Linked DNA regions of Anas platyrhynchos: region 1 is linked to region 2. A link is a contact called in public Hi-C data. All regions are on one chromosome and are shown on one strand. Each heading gives the region's core, a stretch centred on a gene start, on an enhancer-like site or on the middle of the called end of the contact. The rest is flanking DNA. Distances are from core to core; before and after follow the strand shown. Region 1 overlaps LOC139999134 (a long non-coding RNA gene). Region 2 overlaps CUX1 (cut like homeobox 1).

Region 1 (5,966 bases), core at 952-3,451, 300 kb before region 2:
CAATTAAAGTAACTTATTACAAACCTAGTCTTCTTTCTGAAGAGCTTTAAATTTTCTAAGGAGGAGTGGGAGAGAGGGAGGGAAGAAAGAGGACAAGGAGTCGGAGTCTGATACTGCAACAGGAGGAAAGCCCAAGTTAGGCAGTAGGAAAGAAATCCCTCCATGCCTCATCAATTGGCCATGCAATCAATAGCCAGGGAGCTGGCCAGGCTCCTGAATACATACATACAGAGAAAACTGGACTTTGTACTTAAGAGCAATAGGAAGCTCAGATATTTGGTGGCGTGCGTAGGAGGAAGGTGTTCTTTTATCTTCAATGAAAGATACTTCACCGGCCTAAAATGTATTTCTATCTAGGCATTCCTCTAGATAAACAGCTGCAGACGTTTCCCTCACTCGGGGTCAGCAGGCTAGCTATAGTATAACTCACACAGTTCCTTGCTTGAGAGGTCAAAATCCTTTACAAACAGTAATTAAGCTTCGTGGCACCAGGGTATTATTATACCAGTTTTACAAGCGAATAAATAAAAGGATGTAGCGGCTAAGTGATTTGCCCAAGGTCATTAAGCAAGGCAGTGGCAGAATCAAGGCTGCACACCAATGCCTGGTCTCCCAGCCTCACCTCTCACCGGTAGGCAACTCCCCTACATTGGCCTTTATTAAATAACCATTACAAAATATATTAATTGTAATTTGGAACTATGTAAATCGACTCTTTCCCAAAAGACAGCAATTGGCTGTTAAATAAATACCGAGTGATTATTACAATCATATTTGCTGAAGGGTGGATCATCAGCGTAATGTGCTGGGTTCAATAAAAAGGTTATTGCCTGTCAAATAAACATGATGAGCAGAGCCTGGGCTGATGTGGAACGTATTCTACAGTCACCAGCCCTGGTGGGAACCGCAGCTGCTCAGCACCTTTCAGAGTCTGAGATCAAGTATTTTTTGTAATATGTAGGGAGAAATCCAGCACTGCCAAAGCAGAGAGATCTCCATTAGCAAAATAACCCCAGGTCAGATTGTGGCACCATGAGCTTTACTGTAAGAATAGTTAAGTCTTACTGATTTCTGTAAAAACAATCCGTAGTGTGAGATGCTGTTCTTAACAAGGATAAAGGCAGTAGAAACCATTCCTGCAGTATAAAAGAGTAGGATGGTTTTAGTGTTAATGCTAAATTAAGTGCAGATACAGGAAGCTAAGGATCTTGCTTCTGTTTTTATTATAACTCACCAGAAGGGGAGAGCTGTAAATACAGTTGAATGGTCAGATTATGTCTTTCAGAGAGATGGTCTGAGCACAAAGGAAGCTATTTTAAATTGCCAGTTTCTTTTATGCTTTTCCAAAGTGTGAGCTTATAAGAATAGTGTTTGTTCTCCGCCAGACGATCGTGGAAGCATCAAAAAAATCTTTGTACCCTGCAGAACTGACCGTCATTTGCAGTTTCACACTAAGGCAGCACCCTGCTATAAATTGTAGCCATCCATTTTCAGGCTGCTTCGCTGCCAAAGCAGGGTAAAGGGACAGCCCTGCAATAACTCCCCTGTTCCTATGTACTTTGTGTGCACAAGCTGCACCTTCCCCTGGAACAACAAGTACTGCTGCTCGTCTCCGAGCAAACAGAGCTCTTTGCAGAAGCTAAAAGCCAAGCAGTCCATGCATGTAGCAACTGCCACTCCTGTTAAATAAAAAAAAATTTAAATCAGCTTTTCCAGCACCAAGTCCGGGCAAAAGGAAGGGAAGAGCAGTACCGAAGTACAGCACTAGGTGGCAAGCCTCTAACAAAGAAGTAACTCCGGGGAGCAGAGCCTCAACCGAGGCTTTCAGCAGTCACCTGACAGAATTTGGCGTTGTGGAAAAATGTTCTTGATTTAAACACCTAATGTTTCCCATTAAGAGCTAATGTCCTCCCTATATGCTGGCACGGAGCAGCAGCTAAAGCATACAGGACATGTTGTACTGCAGACAATACTCGGCGAGAACAATTCTTACCGTTCTTATCTGTAGACCTTACCAAGATGTTCTTTTCCTGTTAATGTTTCTTTATTATAGTTACTTTCTTCCCCCCCCCTCCCTTCACATTTAGGCTGCTTGGGGTTTTGCTACTGGAAGCGGCAGAAGGTTAGGAGATAGGGACTGCAGCAGCCACGAGGCTCTGCTGGGTTCAGGGGGAGCGAGTTGGGCCGGGGAGCACGGGATGCAGCTCCTGCCCCGATGGTGAGCCAGGCAGCGCAGCCACGCACGCACATCTGCACTCGCACAGGCCAATTAGAACGTTAATAATAATTAAGTGTCTTACTCCTAAGACGCTCCTACACAGGGGAACGCTAAAGTGCCAGTCAGCTCATTTCATTACACGCAGCCAGACACCTCTCAGACCTCGTGTGTTTGCTAAGGGAGCGGAGCAGAGCGATCCCAGCCCCAGCCAATCTGGTTGCAGACGATCTGCTGGCAAACAAAGTAGAGCGGGCTACAGAAAGAAACGTGGACCAGAAAAAAAAAAGAAAAGGCCAGCTGTGGCAGCTGAGCTGTACCTTTCACCCTGAACTGAGCCACAGCAAATAAATACAGGGCGAGACCTATAAATTTCCAGTTTGCAGGGGTTTGTGGGAGTCTTTATCTAGCTTTGGTTCACACGCTCCAAAGCGGCTCCATTTCAGATTGGAGCTAATCTAATTAAACACAAACTCGGCCGTAAGCTGCATGTCATCTGATTTCTGCCCAAAAAGCTCGGAACTGGACCCAGACGTACTACGAGTTGTTCAGCTCTGAGATTACGTTTCTCTGGACGACGAGGGCTGGCCCAGAGGTCGCCTTCCATCTGCTTGAGCCACGTGAGTCACCCACCTTCCTCATCCTTCACGAATGCAGCAGTCTGGCTCACAGCTGACCACAATGTGCTGCTTATTCACGACTGAAGCCATTTCAGATGTTAATCTGCAGGCAGCAACGTCCTCCGATGGGCAGCAGGACAGAAAGGCAGCATGAGGGAATAGTGGGCTTGCTGCTGGAAGAGCTCTGGGCTTCGTGGCCTGCCCGGCTGGTGGCACACAGGAGGGGCTGGAAGAAAAGCTTGGATATAATTCTCATGAGCAGAACCTCTTGAGTGACCCTGAGAAGCTGTGGAGTTTCATCATCCCTGGCTTACAAGGAATGAATTTAGTGTGTTTCCAGTATCGGAAATGTTATGGCTACTTTTCACCCAAGCCTCTACTTTCAGCAAACAAAAAAAAACACAAGTGAGGCAAGAAGCAAAATCTACGGAGTACAAAGCCAAAAAGCCCTGCTCAGAGCACACCCTCAATAAAGCAGATACAAAATATGTTAAAGCTAAACTGAACTGTTCACATTTCCAATAAATTAAAGGGAAAAAAAATCCCATCATTTTCACTCTATTTCACATCAGAGCACAATCACAAGAGAATACTCACTTAATGTGATGATGACTTTACCCCTGCTCCCAAGGGGTTTCTCTGCCTCTCTCACACTGCTCTTAAAATTATCACATTTGCCCCCATTTTACATCTCTCCCCACATCCAGTTTGCCCCATTTTGAACACTTGGGGCTGACACAATTGCCTGCTTGCAGTTTCTTTTTACTATCCTTTGATTTTTACCAGCTGCAAGAGAAAAACCAAGAGCAAACAAAACCACCAATCTTCTTAGATGTGCATAACAAATAACTGTGAGGCTGGGTACAATTCTGGTGTTGTTTTCCTGAAAGATCAGGAGTCAGGGCAAAATAAAGCCAGTCCAACAGCCCGAATCCAGTAGACGAAAGCACAGATGAAGGTCCCCTGGATCCTCTTTCTTGCTTCTCCACCTCTAACCAGAGCAGATGCTGTTGGATCCACTCACTGCTGTGGTAAAAGCCTGGTACCCCCAGCCTCAATTTTATCTTCAGCCTTTGGAAATACAAAGCCAAGTGAGGAATCTAAAATGAGGACTCGTCTTTTTGTTGAGCTAAAGCTCTTTCAAGCCACTGTGGAGACAGAAAGTTTCCTTAAGCCACATAAGGGCACTAATGACTTTTATTGCAGAAGAGTGAAAAGAATCACGAAACGTGGCTTGGAAGGGAACTCTGGAAGGGACCTCCATAGTTCAAACCCCTGCTCACAGGGAGACTAAAATTACAGGGCTATATACAGCACAGGACTTTAACAATGAAGTAAGATGATGTTGGGAAGTTTCTAGGTAAAGGTCCTTCCAGAGCTTAGTAGAAAATTTCATCCAAGCTCAGCAGTATATAAAGGAGCAGAGTTTTTTCTAGAGCACAGCAGCTGCTCTCTTACTCAGTAAAATGGTTTCTGAGCTTCTAAAAGCATTGTAAGAGGTGGCATCAGAAGTATATGATGAAAAGCAAAAGGGAAATGGTTGCATTTGAGTTTAGCACACAGAAACGAATTGTAATTTCATAGGAGAACTGAGGCAGAATAAACTCCTACACTGAGCTTCCTGCTTGGAGACCCTGCCAGAGCGAGGCAGGGAACCAAGAACAACCTGGAGACTTCGTGTGGATATTCACTCCCACAGGGACGCTGCTGACTTCACTGGAACTATACTTGAGGCAGACTGCTTTATATCTTCTGCCCACTTTGTGTGAGATCGAATTCCAGCCACTCGCTCATAAACAAGAACTTCTGTTTTCTCAAAAATGTAACTGAAATTTTAAACAGAAAATAGCAACTAAAAGGGGAAAAAAAAAAAGTTAGAATAACTCTAGGTGGTTTGCCCTATATGTGCTCTGCACATATAAAGCTTCCAAACCACAGAAATAATGAAGTGTTCTTGATAGTCATTTGTCTCTCAGGCGTGCAGTAATGAAGAAAATCTGCTTTCTTGTTATTGCAAGGCATCAGTGAAACTGTATGAGAATATCTGAAATAGTAAGAAGTATTAAAACAGTCAAATGGTCTCAACTTTGTTATTCACATGCAGCTAATAAGACTAATGTTGGCTTTTGGAGGCATCGCTGTCTATAAATTACTGGAAAATGAGCTGGGCAATTAGCTGGAAGCAAAATAAGCATCCTCATCTTCTGTAAAACACAGCGAAGTATTTTATAAATAAGTGTTTGATCAAACAATCATTTGATCTTGAGGGCTGTGTAACGAAAGTTTTCAATCACTTCTCCTTAGCTGCCAAGAGTTTCAGAATTACGGAAGCTATATCATTTTGTCAACCTTCAATGCACGGAAATGTTGAGGCATGTCCCCACGAGATGATTATCCGTCTGACTTGCAGTTGAAAGCTATTAGATGTTACTTTTTACATTAGCTGAGAATTGCCCAGTTGCAGTTTTTAAGTTTGTTAAGGATGACAAAGATGGGCATGACAGAGAGGCTTGCAGTGATTAAATGCTCCTTGAATTTATTTCACAATGTGCTAAATGTTTCTTATGATACAATCTTAAAATTAGAACAAACTGATCTTGTACCTACTGAAGGTTATGACACGATGAATTCTTTAGAAAGTAAATTACAATGAAACATTGATAGCAAATTACTTGGTTATAAACGTAGCTCATCCAAAAACACATCATTACAAGAACAATGCAAAGGATTTTATTCAGCAGTATACGTCTGCTCCCATATCTGATTTCACATTCTGATTACAGCAAATAAGGTTATTTTCACCTTATACAATCACTTTCTCTGGGGAAAAAAGCAGCCTTTACAACCATTGTTGAAGAGCTAAAATTTTACAAGGAGCTGAATAGGGATTGTTTTATGAGGAATATTGCATATATCATGCACTAAAAGATTACGTGGAGTGTGTGTGGATGTACTTCACAAGCCTCAGATACAGACGTGGTATATTTATCTATCTTCAGAGTCCCAGTTCCTTCAGTTTCTTCAAGTTTGGGAATCTGGAATTAACTGTGTCCATTTCTACCTCAAAGGCAGAAGTGGAACAAATAATTTCCTTGGATAAACAGACCTGAACAGATTGCAGAAGACCACAA
Region 2 (6,858 bases), core at 3,350-5,849:
TGGGTTTTCAAGCAATTTTGAAGTAAGAATAATTGATGAATGATCTCGTAGATATGTTCTGTCTTTTTAGTTTGCCTTGTTTCTTAGCTGAATGAATTCATGCCATTTTCAATTTCATATTAGGTCAGCGTTTGTTTGGGGAGACAATCCTAGGGCTAACACAAGGCTCTGTCTCAGACCTTCTGGCTCGCCCAAAGCCCTGGCACAAGCTGAGTTTGAAGGGACGAGAACCCTTTGTCCGCATGCAGCTGTGGCTGAACGATCCCAACAACGTGGAGAAGCTGATGGATATGAAACGAATGGAGAAAAAAGGTAACTTGGAGCTGACTGCTGACTCATGTTTTCCATTATTTCAAAGATGACTGTGTCTTTTATAATTCTCCATAAAGAGTATAGAGGCAGCATTGATCCAGTATTATGAAGGTTATTCAAACAGACTTCATAACAGCTTTTTCTTAGTTTTATTTGATGCTAGCTCAAGCAGATACATCTCAAAAAAAAAAAAAATTACACACAAAAACCCTGAATATTCACCAGCTGTCATGAAATCATTGCTATATTCTCCTGTAGATTAATTACTGAGGCCCTGGTGTATCACTGATAACTTGCCTTACCAAATGAGAAATGTGAGTTTGGGAGCTGGCTTTGGGTTATTAGTTAATGGTGCTGCAGCTGGTCACAGATGTTGGGCTGAAGGAGCTGTGTGTTGATTCCTGAGAGATCTTCTTGCCAGTCCTGCATGGATGGTTACTAAGAGGCAAGAAAAATGCAGCATTTATGAAAGGGTATTTGAGAATAATTCAGTCTATAGCCTTTATAGGGTTGGGGAAGGTGATTTTATTCAGACACACTTGTGTAAAATGGCTGTGCCATGAGCATGCACCTGTGAGAGGTTTACGTTATTTCAGATATCTTGGGAGGGAGCATATCCTGATAATCTTGGCCTATTCTCTATATTTTAAGTTGATTATTAAAAAACAGTGGTTATTCAGAGCCCTGGTTTTAGTGTGTATGTGTGATTTTACGAGAGGCTCATAGACTGCCATTATCAGCAGTTAACTAATTAATGATATATACATCTCTCAAGCTATCCCTTAATGATATTAGTACAGACAGCATTAATCGTGTGCACTGAAAGCACTGCTGTTGACTGATGTCCTGAAAGCATTAACACATTTGATCAAGAACTTTGTGATTATATTAAAAATTACAGCGAGGGAGCTTCTGGGAAAACTGTGGTCTTGCATGCTTTTAAGAATATAATCAAATCCTTGTTATGGTAGCCCATGTAACACCATGCAGTGCAGGATCTTATCTCAGATTGTGTGTGATCTGCCACTGGGAGCACGAGCCACTGGGGTTTCCCACTTACAATTGTAAACCAAGGGGAGCCATGATGGTGTTTGGCTGTATTAGAAATACAGCAGAAATAAAATTGTCAACTAGCGGGATTTTTATAGCCTCAAAGAGAATATCACCCATAATGCAGGAAAATAAAATAAAAATAATTTAAAAGTAGTACTGACAATATCCTTTCAAAACTGTTTTCTAAACTGGATTCTTATCAAATACTGTGCAATACATATGCTGTGTAGATGGCACCTGAATAGAGATAAGGCTATAAATCATTTGAGTCTCTGCACTGAGCGCCTCAACTGTGCAAGAGCTGTCCTCATGGCAGAGCACTCCAAACTGAATTCAGCCCTGTATTTTCAGCAAAATCCTTTCATGCCGGTAAGGATCCTGTGATGTAACCTTTTAAATTGCACTAGAGCCACATAAAGAATTCAACTTTCCCTTAAGCTAATGGCAACTAGAGGACAATGCAGCTGTATCTGCTACCAGTACAGCGTTATTATCAATTATTTCTCTGCCTCTGTTTATTGAGAGAGTAGATTGATAATTATGATGCAGGTGAGCTGCATATATCTTTTTTTTTCCCTTTCTGCCAGTCTGAAGTTTATGGTACAAATGCCCTTTTAAGAGATTCCATGTTCATTAATGAACCTCTTTGGAGGAAGCCAGGGGTTCCCGCTCAGTAGGCTGAGACACTCTGCACCACTTTTTCTGCCGAGGAGGAGTTCATTCCTCTTCCTTATAACCTCCCGGTGTGTGTGCTGCTGGTAACGTCACACTCCTCACTGAACAGTACTGAAGCCTGCTGTCAGGAGAAAATTTAATTCCCTTTATTTCCCCATTATTTCACTTTTTAATAATCTTGTTCAATACTGCATAAGATAAAAACTGCATTAGAAGGGGCTCTGCTTTACCTCAGTGGGCAGCCACTAGTTCTGCAGCGGTGTCTGCATCATCTGTAGCTGAGCCCATGCTGGGGAGGCTTGCCAGAGGGACACAGCGATGCTGGGCTGGCAACAGCAGGGGGAAAAGAAGAGGTAGCAAGGCTTCAAAGAGAGCTGGCCTTGACAAGTTGGTGTCAGACACACATCCAGACGTTTGCCCACATTACATTGGTCGTTTTTTTCTATAGGTCTCCTGAGACGTGGAGACCCATCACACACAAAAATCAAACGTCTCCAAATATCAAGTGTGTTTGCAACTCGGATTCCAGTTTGAGCCTCGCTGTCACTGAAAATGTGCTGAATGATCTCCTTATGTTGTCTACATGCAGCACATATGTTTAAAATAAGAATTAGAAAGGAAAAGCCTTTATAAAGTTTCCAGAGAGAGACATTAAAGCCTGGAGCTTAGGTACTAGTTCAGCACATGGACACATGCCAGGATTGTGCCTTTGGCCCAGCAGAAATTTGTTCTAATAATACATTATCCTCCAGGAAAACAATTGGCCATGACATAACAGCAGGACTTTATTTTTATGTTAAGGAAGTATGTACATTTGTATGGTTTGTTCCATTCACACGAGAGGTCCAAATAAGTCCTTGCACCTTTTGTGAGGTTACAAAAGCAGAGGTAGGCACAGGGCACAAAATTCCTCCCAAGCTATCGCAGCTACATGCTGCCGTTAGGAGTCTAAAGCTGGGAGCTCTGAGCTGCCAGAAATGCCATCCTTTGGAGGGCAGAGAAAGGAGAGATTCAGAGCATCCCGATGCATGGGTGTCTGGTGTTAACTCAGTCGCCTGACCAAATTCCAGAAACTCCTGTTAGAGATAGCCTAAACACGTTTTACATCTTCCACCCAAGGCTCTGTTTAGTTTCAGGGACTCCTTGAAGTTGCTGCACGTTGCTGAAGGGGTAGATGTTGTCTTCCAGCCCTCTTGGTTGTTTTGCCAAAATAGACAAGGGAACCTTGTGTATTGCCAGCTTATCAATGCAAGTTTGAAATAACACCCAAGAGTCTTTGAAATGAAAGGCTTTATATAAATGTGAGCTTATATTACTGGAACAATTAATTCTGTGGTTGAATGTTGTAACAATTCCTTGAATGCTGCAAAAATGAAGCCAATAGGTCACCTTGAAATAATTCGTTTACCTGTAATCACGTCACAGTTCTACATCTGCTTTGAACAGCTTAAATAGGTGATCTGTTAAATGAAGTTTATTTATTTTTTAAATGGAAGCTAAAACTTTGCTTTTTATAGTTATTTCAAACACATGCAGGACTGTATCGTGGCAGAGTGATGGATCACGAGCAACTCGCGCTCTGTTCCATATCAGTGATCTTACACAGTAGGCAATCCACAGGTAATCTGTCATATTCAGGAAAAACAAAATGAGGGCCATGCAGATACCCCCCAAAGGTTACAGAGCATGTTCAAAATTCAGTTCAACAATAGTAAGACACTGCGTAAAAAGGTCCCACTGGACATAACACGACGTAGAGGACAGGATGCTGAAACCCACAGGAGACAGAAGACATGGCCAGACCTGTAGGGAGCTCTGCCAGAAGAAGTTGGCTTGCATGAGCAAGGCTTTCAGTATTGCAGTTTGTTTGATTGCATTGAATTTTTCTTCTTTGTGCACCCGCAGCCTAAAGGCAGAGCTGTGGAGAGAGAGAAATTTATTTTTTTGAAGAATTCAGTTGCTGGCCGGTGTGACCTGCCCCACATTGCTCCCTGGCTCCAATCAGAGCTCCTGGCTGCTGGAGATTTAGTGCCTGCTTGATTGATGTCAGGCTGGTGTAATCTGGAACATAATAGGCAAGGTTATCAAATTGCAGCTCTTGAATACCTAAACTCTTAAAAATCTAGAAGGTATTTAACAGGCTATTAAATATTTTATTGACAAGATTCATCCATATTTGCTGTTTTCAGCCCCCTCATTAGCAATGCTTGTGCGTGATACTGCCAGGTGCAGTAAATCCCACCTCCCTTCGCACAGTGTAAATCAATCACGTCAGTGACAGCGTTTGCTGGGACTCTTTCCTCGCAGAATTTTGCCAGGATAATTCAGTCCCTGCTGGGGAGGAAGGTCAGCGCTGGTATCGCAGGCTGCTGCCGTCAGCCTCCCTGAGCTGCGGTAGTGCAGCGAGAGATGTCCTCAAAGTACAGGCATTTGGGAAAGAGCCTTGGATAGGGAAGGAGGATTTTGTGGGCTGTTTTTTCTTTCATAACCTGTCACCTGAAATAGTGAAGATCTGTAAGAAAAAGCATCAAACGCCTGATGGGTTTGTTCAGCCCGGTGCTGGGATGGCCGGGCTCTGGGCGCCATCGTGTGTTGGAGATGGAGCTGTGGCTGCCTTCAACCTCCAGAGACGTATTTTTAATTCCGAGACCTTAAGTGTCAGGGAGACCTTAGCGTACACCTTAAGTGTTTAACAAGCACAACCATTTAAGCCTAAATGAAGGGTAACTGTCCTAATCAGGTGCTTATGTGGCAGTTCACCACCCTTGAAAGAGTGAATTTAAAATCAGTCCTGCTAACTGAACCCTGCTACTCACGTCCCATATTCATAGAAAAAGCAGAAAACTCTGACAGGTTTCCAGTCAATTTACCTCCTTTTCTTTCCCTTCTTCTTTTTTTGTCTCTTGCATCCTCCCCGTGTTTGCTTTGCTCTGATCTCTGATGATGCCCCTTCCCTTCTGTTTTCCCTGAATAGCCCATCCATGCATTTACAGCCTGTCATCTTCGCATTTATTCCACAGCTCATATATTCATTGATTTTGCATTTGTATTCAGCTGGGGCTGATCTGATGCACTTCTCTTTCAGCTTACATGAAACGGCGACACAGCTCCGTTAGTGACAGTCAGTCTTGTGAGTCCTCATCCGCTGGCATAGACTACAGCCAGGGGGCCAGCCCGCAGCCGCAGCATCAGCTGAAGAAGCCCCGGGTGGTGCTGGCACCAGAAGAGAAGGAAGCTCTGAAACGAGCCTACCAGCAAAAGCCATACCCATCACCAAAAACCATTGAGGAACTGGCTACGCAGCTCAACTTGAAAACCAGCACCGTGATCAACTGGTTCCACAATTACAGGTACGAGATCTCCCAGGAGCCCTACTCATAAAGTATTTATTTTATTTGCTTTGGCAGGGTGCTACTTTCCTTCAGCAGTGTGTGTCTGCTTCTGCTAGTACTGAGCAGTTGTACAAAATGAACAGTTTTGACAGCAGGGAGGTTCTAACTAACAGCAATGCTAATGCTCCAGACTAATTTTAAGTCATCCCTGAGGAATAGCAATATTCACATACTGATGTAAGAAGTGCTTTTAAACACAAGTCTTGCTTTTGGGGTGGGCGTTGATCTAGAGATGTCCACTGCTGTGTTGAATATTTATAAATCCCATTGCTATAAGCAAGACTGGTCTTTTTTACTTGCATATACAGATACACACAGACACACACTCGTGTATATATATATCCATATAGGTGTGTGTTGTGCTTCTTATGTTTGGGTCACTTGGCAGAGATTGCTTCAAACTGTCCTCTGCTGGATGGTGTCAGAATTGCACTGGTTTTATTGTACATTTTTCCAGCATAAGAGCAAAAAGAGGATTTTTCTTCTAGGTCTTGGGTCACTGAGCTCTGAAAATAGGCATGATGTGTGCGGTATTTCTGGGAAGCTTGCACAGCCATGAAGGACAGAGAACCGATAACCCTGAAGTCAGACGTTGCCACAGATTTATTTTGTTATTATGATTAAATCATTGAGTCCCACTGAAACGAAATAAGATGTTGGTCTGTTTAGTTTCTTTTTCATATTAGAGGGAACCTTCTCAACATCTGAACAGATGAAGTAGGTTTTGGCCTAGAGACACCAATAAAAAGAAACAATGCTGGAATGGCATGTGAGAATTAGAAGGATTTGAATAAACATATTTTCAGCTGTACTTGGTATTGGGAATCTTAATTAGTTCAGCAGACTTTTTTCCACAAAATTTGTTCTAATGAATATTAAACAGGTACAGTTAAGATACCAGGTTTAATGCCATTCTGCTCCTTCACTCAGAGCCAGTAATGTTCCTAATTATTCTTACAGCAGCTTGCTAAACTTGTTTGTTTTCAGAAAACTGCTAACATTTAACGGGTATTTTCTGCTTTAGCCCTTCTCAGCTTTTCACGGGGAAGTTGCTGAAGCAGAAGAAGAATAGTTTAATGAGATATCTCAGAAATATTATGTACAATAGTAAAATAATGTTTATAGTAAACAATATAAAATTTAAAAATTATAACCAACGAGTAATCATATTTACACTGAATTTCATTGACTTGAATTCGCTACAGATGCAGCCTCTTTCACTGCTCAGAGTTCTCCAAACACAGGCCTCTATTCCAATTCCCACTTCTAGGCAATTATACACAAGTTGGAGGAATGCCTATGAAAATATGTTCGCTTGGGCCTGACAGCAAAATGTGCTGTTCTCACTTACGCAGACGAGTGCGGGAGCACTGGTGGCATGTGTCATCTTCCTCATTATCATGAGATCTCCTGCTCAGGCGTGCTG

What was found. A called contact is a pair of places that touch in the nucleus more often than the background predicts.
Region 1: a Hi-C map of skeletal muscle shows a contact between it and region 2, with 2.4 times the contacts expected there. The contact joins two enhancer-like sites. A contact is called at or near these places in 2 of 8 Hi-C or Micro-C datasets (skeletal muscle and subcutaneous adipose tissue).

What each region holds. Positions count from the first base shown.
Region 1 is chr20:7,306,201-7,312,166 of IASCAAS_PekinDuck_T2T, reverse strand. All of the region lies in intron 1 of LOC139999134 (a long non-coding RNA gene), which reads right to left. All of the region lies in intron 2 of LOC119713293 (a long non-coding RNA gene), which reads left to right. LOC139999136 (a long non-coding RNA gene) reads right to left here. Exons shown (of 2, transcript XR_011804241.1): 2 at 5,550-5,966. Among named protein-coding and RNA genes, the nearest start is that of MYL10, 44 kb to the left of the region's middle. Within about 2 kb of position 2,201, at least 6 of the 8 cell types and tissues checked have an H3K27ac peak or open chromatin away from gene starts, as enhancers often do.
Region 2 is chr20:7,006,857-7,013,714 of IASCAAS_PekinDuck_T2T, reverse strand. The region is part of intron 14 of CUX1 (cut like homeobox 1); the gene reads left to right. Among named protein-coding and RNA genes, the nearest start is that of SH2B2, 45 kb to the right of the region's middle. Within about 2 kb of position 4,599, at least 1 of the 8 cell types and tissues checked has an H3K27ac peak or open chromatin away from gene starts, as enhancers often do.